Linked DNA regions of Zea mays: region 1 is linked to region 2. The links are chromatin contacts, called in public Hi-C maps. All regions are on one chromosome and are shown on one strand. Each heading gives the region's core, a stretch centred on a gene start, on an enhancer-like site or on the middle of the called end of the contact. The rest is flanking DNA. Distances are from core to core; before and after follow the strand shown.

Region 1 (7,924 bases), core at 4,903-7,402, 620 kb after region 2:
GAAGCTGAGAATTCACCTGAATAACAATGTTCTATTGCCAAATACCACTATAGTTGCCTCCATCCATTTGTTTAGCCACCTCAAAAGAAACTACGAATGTCATTTTGAATCACCCAATGATGTGAATGTATTCAGTTCAACACCAAGAATGCATGCCTCCAAGTGCTACCATTGTCTCCTACATATGGAATTGTAGATTTCACTTAAAAGTAAATAATTTGAGTTCCTGTATGTATGAATGAAATATGTTCATAAACCTTAATGCAAGCAGAAATTACGACCTGACACTAGGAGTAGGCGAATTCTAATGGACACACACTCATAACACATATCAGATAGCTATGAAGACTTCTATCATATGATTTGTAATTGTGCAAAAGTCTGGCCCCAAGGAGCCATCCACATCAAGGACCCTCAAGAATCCCACAAAGGAGGTACCATTTTGTATTGTATATCACAACTGAAACCATATTGAGGTAAGGGTGGGGTTAAACAAAGATTACGGCCATAAAACTAGAAGTCGATTGCAAATTGAGATATGAAACATGAGATTTTGTGAAATATAAATGAAATGATAACAAAACATGGGAAAAATTGAACATGAATCTGGGACATACCATTTGCCATGTCGATAGACTCAACATGCACCTGCAGCTCACTCAGCAAATCTGGAATTTTCCGAAGCATGCAGATCAGTATTCATCAGGTATGAGAAATGACATCTGAAACTAAATGCAACTAAGGTCCACATAGTCAGCTTGAAGGCTGTTACAATCTGCAAGTTGAAACAACATTCTAGATTATATAGGCAGACTGTAATCTGCTTCCCCTCAACTTGCAGATTGTTACACTCAACAGGGCTCAAAACATGCCTATGCGTATAACCATTAGATAGATGTCAGTTCTTCAAACAATCAGGTAAGAAGAACACAAGTACAACGAAAAGCCGCATAGAAATATATCTCCACCAATCTTTTCATATTTTTTGGTAAAGGGAGGGTCATTTGTCTAAGCGTTACTGTTCCTTGATGTAAAGCGGAACAACAATAACAAAGCAAATTGGGGTAGGCTAGAGTTGAAATTATGAGCCAGAATAACAAAAAAAAAATGCCTGCCCAATTCCACATCTATAACCATTACTTTGAAGCAATTTGGGCCAGACTAGAGTTGAAATTATGAGCCAGAATAACAAAAAAATTTGCGTCTGCCGGGAGTCGAACCCGGGTCTATTGCTTGGAAGGCAATTATCCTAACCGTTGGACTACAAACGCTGTTATGTGTTAACTGAAATTCATAGTTTTAATACTAAACTTGCAACGCTAAAACTGAAAGATCTAAGCGTAGAAGCCAACACTAGCATGCGTGTTCAGCGAATTTAAGCAGGAGATGTGGGAAATGCATCCTGCAATCATGCAATATAATTGACCCATACCTTCGATGTCGTCGTGGGTGATGCCCTGCGCCTCCAGGACGGCGGGCGGGGTGCTCATGAGCAGCGCAATCTCCCTCATCCGGCTCACCACGTCCATCATCATGTGCTGCTCCACCGCGTCCGCCAGCCACCGCCGCTCCTCCTCTCTGTTGATTGGCACCACCGAAAACCAACACGCGCTTCAGCCACGTCTACAAAGAGAAAAGCAGACATGCGCTGACTTCTCGCCAGCAATCCAACATTCCCTTACCTGACGGCGCGAGAGGGTCCCGCCCCGTCGACGTAGGAGAGGCTCCATTTGAGCAGCCCCGCCCAGCTCAGCCGATCCCCCGCCATCTGTCCTCCTCCCTTTATGCTTCTTAATCCGACGGCGCTTCCGGCGAAAGCAAACCACCGCGCGTCCGGTTTCTCTCAGCGGCTCCCAAAGCTGGTGATGTGTGTGTTCGATCGCGGCGACGCGAGATACTTACACTTCTGGATATTGGGAAGCGATGATGATGATGACTCTTGTATAGCCAAAACGCCAAATGCCGTCACACTCACACCACGTGGTGGTGGTAGGAAGGTTGGGGATAGGGACGGATCTCTCTGGAAATTACTAGGTTGTTCGGGCCCACGCAGCGGTTGCTCCGTGGGCCGGAACGGCCCGTGCTGCACCGGGTCAGGTTAGGTTTTCTGACACGGCCCAGGGCCTTTTCTTCCCTCTCTGTTTCGGCTGTTCGTTTCGACTGTTCATTTGCATCCACGAGCGCCGTGGAGGGAGGGGATGGGATGGCAGCAGTGAGCTCGGTCTGTGTCCTGCCTCTCGCGCCGCTGAGCCAGTGAGCCGTGCTGCTAGGAATGTGTTGTAGGGAGGAGGGAAAAGGGCTTCGAGTACTCCGCAACTCGCGAGGTATGGACTGCGGCGCGGACGCCCTGCTGCTGCTGCCATGGCCGGGGATGCGGAGTTGCCTCTCGAAGAGGCGGAGGCCGCGATGAGATCCGCCGACGACGACAGCGTCACGGCCACGGTGGTCAATATGTACCACTTTTAATATTTGATGGACCAGTTAACAAAAGCTTTACCTGATCGAATCCTAAAATGACTTACATTTGGCATAGGATGCATTAGTTACTAGTTAGAGCAGCTGGCACCTCCCTTCGTCAATAAACCATATTTCCTGTACGAGGCTGGCCGTTGTCATGTTTATGTTCCTCATGTGAAATCTGATCATACAACTGATCTTATCTACTTAGATGATACTGCACACAGCTGTCATGTTTATGTTCCTCATGTGAAATCCGACCTTATAGCTGATCACCTATGCTATGTATCTACCATATTTAGATGATACTGTATACTTAAGTTAGTCTTTGCCTAGCTACTCTGTCCGCTCGAATTAATTTTATGCACATTATGTGTGCTGCTTATGCTAATAATGCTCTTAAGATGCATGTGTCTTACTGTCTTCAACATGTCCTTTTCTCAGGTTTTATGTCATTATGAAGACTGGTTAGCTCCTTGCTTTTGTTAGGTCTGTTCAAATTAGCCTGATTTCTTCTCATTTATTCAAGTTTGTGAGTAACAAGTTATTGTACAACAGATGCTTCGTAAATTCTATGTCGCACTTGAACCACATCGTGCTTCAATCTGAATCTTGCAGTAATAACATGTTTTGATCAGTTGCGTTTCTGGGGTGTTCATATATGGTGCCTTTCACACCAAAAGGTGATAGGGCTGTTACTGGTGTTGGGGGGATGAACACCTCGGCACTTTGGATGAATTTGATATTATTAACATCAAATCTGCCTGAATTGTTGTGCAATATACACTAATAACTCTGAAACTGAAATCTTGTATCTTATATTTCTCTGTTGCTTGCATGTTGAAACTGGGGCTGGTTAGGCATTGACTTCTGGATAGGGACCTTGGAAACAGAAGCTACATCTACATTTAATATTATATAAATTTCTGTTTGTTATTCTTCTAGAAGAGCAAAATATCTTGATCGTTCCTTTGTGAATTGTGCCAAGTGAGCTGTGAGGATATATAGAGAAGGTGGGAATGGACTGGCTACCTTGCCTACCTATTGCTGGACTATGGTCTATGGAGTTTGGAGTATGGACATTTGCAGCCTCCGCATAGCCTGGTGATTGGGAATGGACATGTTTTTTAAAGATGTGTCTTGTATCGATTATTTTTCTTCTAAAATGAAGGTGATATCATTTTATTCTGAATTGAACGTCAAGACATCTATATTTGTGACCAATGCCCGGGTGTGATTGCAGTTGATGGTGTTGAAATTGCTTCATCGACTTTGGAATAGCAGAGGCTGTGGGCTGTGGCTAGACCACAAGGAATGGGGAGGAAGCTTCTTGTCAGCTCTCCCTTTCTTCGCAGACAAGGAGTTATGTATCGTGTATTCATGACTGATTGAGCATGACAGCATCTGAAGTTTCTTTGTTCGTTGTGTAGATCTGACCTATCTACCCCTGACGTGGAGCACATGCCAAACTTTATTGACTTTTGGAATCTGGCTATTTTGTTCCTGTACATGTGAAGGTCAATTGGTCTGGGGTTTTTAAAATACAGTAATTGGTTTACGGGTTTTTTTGTTTAACCAGAAAATGTGCCGTATAATTAAGGGAAAAAAATAATATAATAGCTTAAGGAGACCTTTTTGACTCTGTATTCGCCGATGAGCATCTAGTAGTGATTTGAAAGTGACTGGAAGCGAAGTTGTTGCAGCAACGGCGACCATTCGCAGAACCATCTATAGCGGCGAATATGCTTTCGCCGAGAAGCAAAAGCGGATGCCTTACGGCAATATATTTCAAGGGCCAGAAAGGAATTTTTAAGAGAACGTTGACCACAAAAAGCAAAGAGTTAATTAGGGGGTGTTTGGTTCTGTGGACTAAAGTTTAGCCCGGATCACATCAAGCGTTTGACTTTCAAATATGAGTATGAAATATAGACCCAACCAACTGTACTAGATTCGTCTCACTTTTTAATCTTCGGCTGAGAAATTAGTTTTATAATTCGACTACATTTAATACCCCGAACGGAGGTTCAAACATTCGATGTGATAAGGGCTAAATTTTAGGAGGGGCAAACCAAACACCCCCTTAGTCACTTTGGTTCCAATTGAAGGTAGATTATTTTAGGATTACAGCTGGTTAAACTTATGAAACCTGGTCGGCCATTACATATATTTTAAAAACATGATCGGTATCGCCAAATCAACGATGAAAAAGTTTTCCATAGTTTTATATAACTATAAATATTTGAAGTGATTTTCTTTACTTTTACCAGAGTTGAATGCGGAGTGTTTAGTCATGATACATCTCTATAAAAAATATAAATATTTTTTTTTCCGAAGTCAAGCTATTCCATATTTAACCAAATAAATTATATCAAACCATGAATGTTCCGATACTGAATTAACATTCAAAGAAATTCAATGTATCAGCGTCCATTTTTTTTGGTTTGCGATATGTTAATATGGGTTGCGATTCACAAGTTTAACTAAGGGAGATGCTAATTTATAGGTGCCTCAAAAGTAATCATCTCTCATGAGACCCTTTACTGACGTCGAAGTTGATTGAATGGCTGGATCATCGCCTCCAACCTTTGGTGACTGTTGCTCGCATCCGGCGTCACCTGTGCATGGTCGCTTCCATCCCTCCTCCGGCCGTCCTAGCGGCGAGGACACGACCAGTCATCCGCCCACCGCCTCAAAGTCTCAAACAATGACAAAATATTTGGTTTGTGCTGTCAGAAAAAACAATAAAGATATATATTTCTATAGTTACACAAGGTCAAAATTATGGTATATGTTCATACCAAAGAAATCAACAAATTTTAAGTGTTTCTATAGCTAGGCAAGGACAAAACTCAACTATATGTTAGCACAGAAATAATTAGTATTTATAATTGTTTATATAGTTAGATAAAGACAAAGACATGATATATTATGACAAAAAAACAATTAACATCAAAGAGGACAACTTACAAAGTCAAATGGTGTCAAATTTACCCGTTAGCAATTAAAATGACAAACCACAAGAGGTCAATCCGTAGTTAAAAAATGATATGATTATATTCTACTTGTGCAACAACATTTAGACGCCTAATATATAGGAGTAAGTGTAAAATTAATGACCAAGAAAAAAAAGGTGAGCAGGCACGGTTGTTTAACGGATAGAAACTCGAAGCAGACACAACAACTTTAACACAGATTTTGATTATGCACCAAAAGTAAAAACAAGATATGGTGATACATCGCCTGGAGGGACTAAAAAAATCAGGCAACTGATAGATAAGAACAGTGTTTAACAAAAAAAAACTCGGTAGGTTCAGAAGGATCTTGCACCATCGTAGCGTTTCTCAGTTTTAAACTGGTGGCCGGTGTCAAACCAAAACCACGATAAATGTAAACCTGACGCCTTTCCCTGCTCAAGTCAAAACTGTCTCCCTTCCATCCACGCGGCAGTTTGCTAAACCCACCCCGCCCGCCGGCCGCCGCCGCCGATCCACTCCCCGCCTCTTCCCCTTGACTTCCCCGGCCGGCAGACCAGTCAACGTCACCTCCGGCAGCTGGCTAACGGCGTGACCTTCCCAATCACCGCCCTCCTCGTGCAGTCTCCGTCACCCGCGACGTCACAGCTGCGGCAGACGCCGTCCCACATAAAACCGGCCCACCCACTCACCCACCCTCACAATTCCCCTCCCCTGTCGTCGTCTCCCCTCACCCGAAGCCCCGATTCGAAACCGGCGGCGTTCGATTTGGGGATTTCGGCGTCTCGCTCCCCGGAATTTCTTGGATCTGAGTCTGTCCGCCGTCTTCGATTTGCGGCTGCAGTGAGCCTGCGAGTTTTCCGGCTCTGATTTGGTCGGGGTCTTCGATTTCGGGGATGGCGTCGTCTCCGGTGTCCTACTGGTGCTACAGCTGCAGCCGCTTCGTGAGGGTATCTCCGTCCACCGTCGTCTGCCCGGAGTGCGATGGCGGCTTCCTGGAGCAGTTTACGCAGCCGCCGCCGCGCGGCGGCGGCGGGAGCGGCCGGCGCGGGACGATGAACCCGGTCATCGTGCTCCGCGGCGGATCGCTTTCCGGGTTCGAGCTCTACTACGACGACGGCGCGGGCGAAGGGCTGCGGCCGCTGCCCGGTGACGTCCAGCACCTCCTCATGGGGTCCGGTTTCCACCGCCTGCTCGACCAGTTCTCGCGGCTGGAGGCGGCGGCTCCGCGTCCGCCGGCGTCAAAGGCTGCGGTGGAGTCCATGCCGTCGGTGACGGTGGCCGGAGGTGGTGCTCACTGTGCCGTGTGCCAGGAGGCCTTTGAGCCCGGCGCCGCCGGCCGGGAGATGCCGTGCAAGCACGTCTACCACCAGGACTGCATCCTTCCCTGGCTCTCGCTCCGCAATTCCTGCCCCGTCTGCCGCCAAGAGCTTCCGGCCGCAGCCACCCCAGATGCGGAGGCGGATGCTGGCCTCACCATATGGCGACTTCCACGCGGTGGATTCGCCGTAGGGAGGTTCGCCGGAGGGCCTAGAGAGCAGCTCCCGGTCGTCTACACTGAGCTGGACGGCGGCTTCAGTAACGGAGTTGGGCCAAGGCGTGTGACGTGGCCAGAGGGAGATGGCCAAGTGGATGGCGGTGAAGGTCGGATTCGCCGCCTACTTAGGAATCTATTTGGCTGTTTTGGTCATGGCAGCTGGCCAGCTAGTTCATCGCAGTCCCGTAGTGGCTGAGCACAGTTTTCCTTGGTAACAAGTTTTCAATTGATAGCACTGAAGAACTAGGGCTAGTGTAAGAATGGAACCCAGATTATAATTTCTTGGGGCTTTTGATGTAAATGAAGGCCTAGCATTCCCCCTTCCTTTGTCTCATCTAAGAATTATTAAGAGATGTCTATGAGCAAACATCTTGGAGCGAGCTTTGCAACCAAATTAGGCTAAACACAAGTGCAAGCCTTCAAGAAAGGAGTATGAATGGATGTTTTGGGGAAATAAATCTTTTTCAATATTTTAGGTAGAGAGATTGAGAGAACAATTGTTGTATTTGCAAACCTACTGTTCGTGTACATACTGGATTGGTTGAACATGAATTCCCATTCTGATATGTGCTATATCTTATATTGACATTAAAATTCCCCAAAACCTATGGTATTACTTCTGTTCATCTAGCTGCATACCTTCATTGTTCCAATTTAAAGCATTTGTGTCATGGATCAGTCATAATACTTGCCAGCCGAGCACTTGTTTATGCTTAATGGTCATAGCTTACCCTAGCTTCTGCTTCTATCACTAACTAGTAAGTGGTAAGTACTGTTCTTTTCATTTTTCTGTCCATTTTCTCCTGCAGTTTTGGTGTTTTTGTTTCCTCTGCTGGTGAAGGAAACCTCAAGTCCCTATGCTATTTTAAATGTGCCAACTCAAATATATTTTCTGTACCTAAGAAATATCATGATAATCGATTGGTCTTTTCAGTGCATTCAACTTGTGCAGGATCAT
Region 2 (7,791 bases), core at 567-3,066:
ATCTGTCCGACCAGATCAGAAACGCACCCCTCAACCCACCCATAAAAAAACGCTAACGAAACAATAGTCCTGCTGTACTACTGTAAAAGGAAGTAGCATGCAATTTTGCTAAGGATCTCACATTTTGTTCGATCTTCGCTTTGACATCTTGTCTGATGATTGCTCTGCCGAAGCGAAGGTGAACCGGGCTCCCATTTGAACTTACGGAGGGGGCCAGAAAACCAAACCAACCAAGAACGGCTAGTCCATCACAGAGCCACCACCACCGATCACGATCGCGGGCGCCGCCTGAGGTTGATGACGACGACGCTGACGTTGTCGGCGCTCTGCCGCGCCAGCGCTAGCTTGGTCAGCAGGATGGCCGCCTCGGCGCACGCCCTGTCCTCGGCGCTCTCGCCGTCGCTCTCGGACCCCGCGCCGTCGCCGCTGGGCCCACCAGCCTCCTCGTCCCCGCTGCTGCTGCTGCCGCCGCTGGCGCTGCTCTGCCTAGGGCTCAGGTTGGAGGTCGGGCTCGACCGCTCCCGGCCACCGCGCGGCGCCCTGTTCCGGAGGCAGGTGCGCACGACCTTGCACGCCACCTCGTTGCTCACCACGTCCCACAGCCCGTCGCTGGCCAGGATCAGGAACTCGTCCTCGCCGTCCTTCCTCTCCACCACCAGCACCTCCGGGTCGGAGATCACGAACGGCTTCAGGTAGCTGTCACCGATGGCTCGGGACATGGCGAGCATGCCGAAGACGCGGGCGCCGTCCCAGAAGATGACGCGCCCTCCCGCTGCGTGGATCCGTTCGAGCTCGTCGGGGCGGTCAGGCTGCAGCGAATCATCATCATTCATGCGAACTTGATTAGAACGACGCAGGCACCAACACACTTCATCTGTCTACGAGACCGAGCGGCCGAGCCCGTGACAGGGGAAAAAACAAACAGAACTCGTTTTTTTGTTTTTTCTTTGTTCGCAGTACCTTGTGGTCAGCTGAGAGAGGGATCGTGGCGCCTCCGCTGGAGAGGACCGCGCGGGAGTCGCCGCAGTTGGCGACGACGAGGTGGCGAGGCCCCACCACGGCCACGACGGCAGTGGAGCCCACGTGGTCGCACTTGGGAAGCTGCATCTCGCAACGGCAGGTGGGCGCCGGGCCGGCGGTCTCCCTGGAGACGACGGCCTCGGCGTCCATCCTCGCGTAGCTCTTCTCCATGACACCCCTCCACCGCGCGGTCTCGTCCGAAACCGACGAGCCTGCGGCAGCTGTCGCCTCCTCGGCCACAATCTGGTGCATCCGCTCCCCGCACGACGTCGCCACCTGCGTGATGCACATGAAGAAGAATTAGCGAACACAGTTCAGTTCAGATGCCAAGAACCGAACAGTTTGAAGAAGAGATAGCGGGCACGGGGCACTTACATGTGAGCAGCCGTGGCCGTCGAACACCCCGAAGAAGTGGTGGCCGTTGATGAACTCCGGACGGGCGGTCACCGCGTCCTCCATGTCTCTCCGCCGCCCGCAGACCGACGTCACGCCGTACCTCGGCGCTCGCCCCCCAACCGCGTCTTCCTCATCCGCCTCCAGCCTCCGCCTCTTGGCGGACGCCTCCTCGGCCACCACCCTGAGCCGCCGAATCTCCATCCTCCGCCGCCGCGCCGCGCGGCTGCCGGCGCACTCCCCCTTCTGGTCCGACCCCGCCGCCGCCGCCGCCGCCTCACAGCAGATCTCGGCCATGAAACAGAGATGCCACCAAGGCTCTCCTGAAACGAAGCACGCGTTGAGCAGCCGAAGGCGAACGCTCAAGGAAGAAATGCCGCGGCTGCTGCTTCCTAGCTTCTCCCGTTTTCCTTTCGCTAGTGGGATTTTGAAGCTTGAGAGCGAGAGGGGTTGCGTTTGCGTTCCAAGTGGTGCCGCGGGGGTATAAAAGGCAGGAGCAGGGATGCCACGCGCCACGCGGCCGCCGGGCCGGCCCCCGTACAGTTGTGTGACAGCGGCGAAGGCGTCCGATACGGCCCACGTGACGCGCGCCCATGGCCGGTACGTGCCCCCGGGACGCGTGTCGACGCCTGGGCGCGTCCACCAGGCGGAAGCGATCTGGGGCGCGCGGCCGCGTGCCACGAGTAAACGACCGGCCCTCCGCGGGCGCTGTGACTCGCTGGCTGGCTCGAGGGTGGGGTGGGCGTGGCACGTTTGTTGTGTGGGGGATGGGGAGGCGGACGGGCCCGGTCTACGTGGTTGACGTATCCTTCCGTGGAGAGATAAGCGTGAGGCCGGCAGGGGAGGCGCGGGCGGTCGACACGTGGAGGCGGAGCGGCAAGGGGTGGTGTACGGGCTACAGCTCGCTTCCCCGGATCTGCCTCTCGTTGTTGGTTTGGCATGTACGTAAATGGATCTCTGCGCCTTGCGCTGTACACACACCGGGTTTTGGTTTTATTTTCAAGGTGTTTTCTAGCTTTAAGTTTTGGCAGCAAGTTATTGCCTAGGTCTCTGTAGTTTGGCAGCTGGATTGCTGTACGCCTGTACCGCGCTACTATCTCTTTATGACTTGGCAATGGAATACACAGTCATGCCTCTCAGGTACACGTTCACGAAAAGGATCACAAGTCGGAACCAAGTGGAGCGCTGCTACTCGGTACTGTATTCTACTGCACGCGAATCATATGTGATTATTATGTGAAATCGCATCGGCCGTGGCTCCACAAAAACAGGTCCTTGTCGGATGACAGTGCCATTGTGCCATCTGTGCTAAACTCCGAACACGTACTTTGAACGTACATTAGCGCCCACAAGAAATAAAAGGCACTTGGTCGTAATCACGACACGGGATACGTGGCAAGCCTAGCTAGATATTTGCTTGGTGTACGGTGTACCGGACGGCTAGATTTTTTCCAAGATAACAATAGAGGCCCTAGTTATTGGGCGGAAATGAAACAGGCGGTACCGCTGGAACTCAGATATTTGTTAGTCGGAAATCGACTGTTTTTCTGGATACAAATATAGATTTTAATATTTTTCAAATACGAATACAAAATGGACAGCACTGATTCAAACTCGCATTTTGGTAACTACGCCATTTCGTTTGAGGAGTATATATCTTTTTTTTATCCATAGTTTTTAAAGCAAAAGTTGTTCTGCATGTAGTTATTGAAGTATGAATATGTGTATGCTGACAAAGAAAGCGCATAAAAGTAATATATGCATTAAAATATAAATAATTACAGTTAATATAAAAGTAAAAATAAAATCTAAATTTATATCTATATAGAAATATATAGTTATACCGAATACATTCCATCTAAAAGAATAGCGAGAATTGTGACTATTTCAATCAGTTTTTACCTTTTTATAATATCCTTATTTTGTACGTGCCTCGGATTTATTAACACCTATAATTATACAAGCTTAGGGATGGTCGGATGGAGCCAAAAAAAAAATTAGGAGAGACTAAATTATATATGAAAGTTTTTATGTTTTTTAGAAGGGTTTTAGTGGGGCTCTATGAGTTTAGGAACGGTAGGGGGGGGGGCTGGAGCCCCACCCCGCCTATGGCTAAATCCGTCTCTCAGCTAAATAATGTGTGTCCAATGACAGCACAAAATTTTGTATCAAGACGTATTGATCGTTGAGTACTTAGAAAATATTAATTAGTAATAAATCAAAAGGGCAAATAAAGGCAAGGCCTCTCAGCCTGGTGGCGGGCGGCCTGTTGGCCCAGCCATCATTCGGCAAGGGCCCCGGCCGGCGTGTGCTAAGTTGTTGGGGGTCAAATGCTGATCAGATTGGTGTAATATTAGTTGATTGACGGAATGAGCATGAGTTTGGAAACAAGATAAGCCAAATTCAGAAAGGAAAAACTTAGACTGTATAACTAAATGTTCTAGTCATATGACACTATGAGATTGCTCACCCTAGAAAAAAGATATGGATCCATTCGAGTTTTCAAAGTTGAGTTCCCTTAGTAGATGCGGATGCTTATAGGGCCACCGACATGATACTTACTGTAGGTCGGACCTAGGATGTTTCTATGAACAACTGATCATTTACATGGTCTTGGCTTCAGTATATGGTGTAGGTAATCCAGACAACTCCCTGTCATGTTTCTTTGCACTTGGTTGTGCGCGTGGCATACGTTGTTTTAGACCAATGATCATCTAAAAAACAATTTAGGTAAGTTTATTAATCTTAGTTTAAAAAGTTATAAATAGAGTCGGATCAATCCTACTCGATTTTTATTTTAAAGAGATTTTAGTGGGCTCTATGAGTTTAGGTGCGATAGGAGGGCTGGAGCCCCACCCACCTGTGGGTAGATCTGTTCTCAGCTAAATAATGTGTGTCCAATAAAAGCACAAAATTTTGTATCAATACGTATTTATCGTTGAGTGCTGAGAAAATACTAGTAATCAGTAATAGATCCGTCTCTCTGATTGTAGGTCGTAGCATTGTGAACCGAATCCCGCACAGTCCTCTGAACCGAACCGTCAGAGAGAGTAGGGTCGCGCCTGGCAGGTTCGATGGCTGGGCGCGCCGTGCTGTCGTGCAAATGGGCCTGGAGCCGCTTTACAAGTTGCAACGCCAGCCAGCCATCTGGCCCATTCCATCGGCGAGATATTTTCGTCGTGTGCGATTGGTCGCGATGCAGGTTTTTTTTTGTCCTATTTTACACACGATTGGTCCTGTCTCTGTCCCTATGGTAAGGTATGAGGGTTAATAAATCGGTGGCGTATCACTCGCGTCGCCAACTTTTCTGCGAGAAGAAGAAGATCTGTAGGATCGGTTTCATTTCCTTCATACAAGGAAAGTAAAAACACTTTGACAACGATGTGTCAAGATTCATTTGGCCGTAGAGCAGACATTTTTGCTGTTGTGATCGCCACGACCACGAGCCTCTCAGTATTTCGCCTATGAAACCTGGCTCTCCCACTCTCTATCTCATAGCACAAATAAAGCAAATATATCTTCCGATGCGTCTATAAAATCAGACGGGACGGGCAATCACAGTAGAGTAGTCTCTCCCTTTTTTTTCTTTCTTTTTCATCTTTCGGGGTGGTGCAAGGCGCCAAGCAAAGTAGAAACGTTCACGACGCAACTCGTTCCGTCTGTCATCGTCCGCGCGCGCACGACTGACAGCCGGCACGCAGGGCTGTCTGTCTGTGTCTGGCCTCTGGCTCCGCTCGCTTGCGTTGGGACCACGATACCCGCGGCCGGCTTGCGGGTGCCCGACGCGCGGCCGCTCGCCACGTAAAGCCGGCACGACGGCGACACCACGCAAAACGCAGTAACGCACCGCGTCCCCGCCCCAATCGCGCATCTCGGGATCCGCGCGGCCATCACCGAGGAGTTGTCGCGGGCGCGGGCCGGGCGACGTGTTCGGCGGCCTGGGACGGGACATCGCTGTCACAGAGATCGCGCTGCCGGGGGTCCTCGGATTCGCGCGCAAGATTTTTTTTTTCTTTCCTTGGGCACTTTCTCTCTCGCGCGAAACTGGAGAACTGCTTTCCTGATGAGCCTCGGCGTCGATTTTTCTGCCAGTTCGCTTTCCCGGATGCGGTCGGGGATGACAGTGGGGGCGTGGCGGGTAACCGCAGCATCTCGCCGTTCGTGCTGTGTCGTCCGGTGTCACCTTTTCCAAGCTTCTGTCCAACACCAGCTGCAGGACAGCAGGAGTGCCAACTGTTCGCCGCTGCGTTCAGGTTTCTCACCTCACCTGCCGTTTTTCTCAAGGGCCCAGGGCAGCTCATGCAGCTAAGCATTTTACTTAGGCCACCCTCTCAAATAATGCTCGCAGGATATGGAAGCGGCGACACTAAACGCTGAACGTTTCTAGAAATTAGAACCGACTGGAGATGAAATTTACTCGCGGAATAGGATGGCTTCTTCGTAGATACGCAGAGTATCAGTACTAACCATATATGCAAAGCAAAACAGTGACATTCTGCGCCTTGTTCTTGTAGAACTATACATTTGACTGCGGTCGTGGACACATAACTGTAACACAACCATTACTTGGGCACATACGAACAACTTCACCATTTGACAAAATAGATTTACCAGATTTGACAAAAGTACAACTATGCATGAAGCAGAAACTATGGAAGCTCTAACTCAAGAAGATTTCTGCATGCAATCCCACTTCTCAGGGTAGAGATACTCAGGTGCAAACTGCTTTGGAAGGAGATGAGAGGACTTGATGGATTCAATTTCCATCCATAGTAAAGATTTAGATTGTCCGCAGCAAATCGTTGTAAAAAAGGGAATTGTAGATTACACTCTACTGTCTATAGAGTAAAGTGTTGTTATGGATATATTTGAGATCGTGATTTCTATGATTAAACATATTTTATATGTCATCATCATAATGTTAATTTATGGAATTAAAATGATATGGAAAATGCCTATATTTCTAACAATCCAAAAACCTAATGTTAGACATTTTTCTGTCAGAGGTTTTGCTGCTGTGCTAAAGCCTGATCCTTTTGATGGTAAAAACTTCTTGATATGGAAAGCTAAAATGGAGTTGTGGCTAACTGCAATGTCATGTTATTATGCCGCTGAGGGCAAGCCTGCCAACTTACCTCCTGAGGATGAGGCTAAGTTTAAGGCTGATGACAACCTCTTTCGAGGAGCAGTGATTAGCGCACTTGACACAAAATTCCAGAAAAGCTATATCATCCTTCCCACAGGGAAAGAGCTGTGGGATGCACTTGTTGGAAAGTTTGGAGTTACTGACGCTGGTAGCGAGCTGTATCTCATGGAGCAGCTGTATGACTACAAGATGGTTGAGAACCGATCTGTAGTGGAACAGGCTCATGAGTTTCAGGCACTAGCTAAGGAACTCAAACTTTTTCCATGTCCTTTGCCTCACAAGTTTGTGGCTGGCGGTATAATCGCCAAGTTGCCACCTTCTTGGAAGGACTTTGCTACCTCTCTCAAACATAAGAGACAAGAGTTCAATGTGGAGGAGCTCATTGGTACTCTTGATGTTGAGGAAAGGGCTAGAACAAAGGACAGTGGAAAAGGTGTTGAGACCTCTACTGCTAATGTGGTGCAGAAGAGAAACTTCCGCAAGTTTAAAAAGAAGAAAAACCAGAACAAACCAGAGAACGCAAATAAACCTGTTCAAACAGCATAGTTTAAAAAGAAGAACAACAACAACAAGGGAAAGAGAGGATGCTTTGTCTGTGGCAGTGATCAACATTGGGCTAGAGAGTGCCCTGATCGCAAGTTCACACAAGACAAAAAATCAGCTAATGTTGTAACCACTGAAACTGGAGATGGAACATCTAGGTATGGTAATTCTTTACCATTTGTTCTCTCAGTTTGCAATTCACCTGAGTGGTGGATGGATAGTGGTGCAAACATTCATGTGTGTGCTGATGTCTCTATGTTCTCTTCCTACCAGGTCGGGAGGTCTGGCGCCTTGTTAATGGGAAATGGGTCGCGTGCTCATGTTCTTGGTGTTGGTACGGTCATTCTGAAGTTTACTTCGGGAAAGACGGTGCCATTGAAGAGCGTGCAGCATGTGCCCTCTATCAAGAAGAATCTTGTTAGTGCATCGTTGCTATGTCGAGATGGATATAAAGTTGTTCTTGAGTCTAATAAATGTGTTGTGTCTAAACATGGTATTTTTGTTGGTAAAGGATATGATTGCGGAGGCTTGTTCCGCTTATCACTGCATGATGTGTGTAATAAACTGGTGAATTCTGTTCATTTTTCTGATGAGTCAGATTTATGGCATTCACGTTTTTGTCATGCAAGCTTTGGCTGTCTTACGCGGTTAGCAAATATAAATCTAATTCCTAAATTTAACTTGGTCAA

The links. Hi-C and Micro-C count contacts between places; a contact is called where the count stands out from the background.
Region 1: a contact with region 2 is called in a Hi-C map of endosperm, with 2.8 times the contacts expected there. The contact joins the promoter of LOC100216907 here to the promoter of LOC100192073 in region 2. A contact is called at or near these places in 3 of 25 Hi-C or Micro-C datasets (bundle sheath, ear and endosperm).

The regions. Positions count from the first base shown.
Region 1 is chr1:39,679,258-39,687,181 of Zm-B73-REFERENCE-NAM-5.0, forward strand. It overlaps LOC100216907 (putative RING zinc finger domain superfamily protein), which reads left to right and starts at 6,153. Exons shown (of 1, transcript NM_001143293.1): 1 at 6,153-7,476. The coding sequence starts at 6,326. The coding sequence ends at 7,162. LOC100275241 reads right to left here and starts at 1,877. Exons shown (of 6, transcript NM_001149376.1): 1 at 1,683-1,877; 2 at 1,433-1,578; 3 at 618-668. The coding sequence starts at 1,768. TRNAG-UCC (transfer RNA glycine (anticodon UCC)) reads right to left here and starts at 1,271; the gene lies at 1,200-1,271. It overlaps LOC109943141 (a long non-coding RNA gene), which reads left to right and starts at 2,141. Exons shown (of 2, transcript XR_002265829.3): 1 at 2,141-3,628; 2 at 3,701-4,096.
Region 2 is chr1:39,067,490-39,075,280 of Zm-B73-REFERENCE-NAM-5.0, forward strand. LOC100192073 reads right to left here and starts at 1,817. Exons shown (of 3, transcript NM_001279945.2): 1 at 1,396-1,817; 2 at 961-1,296; 3 at 1-809. The coding sequence starts at 1,710. The coding sequence ends at 270.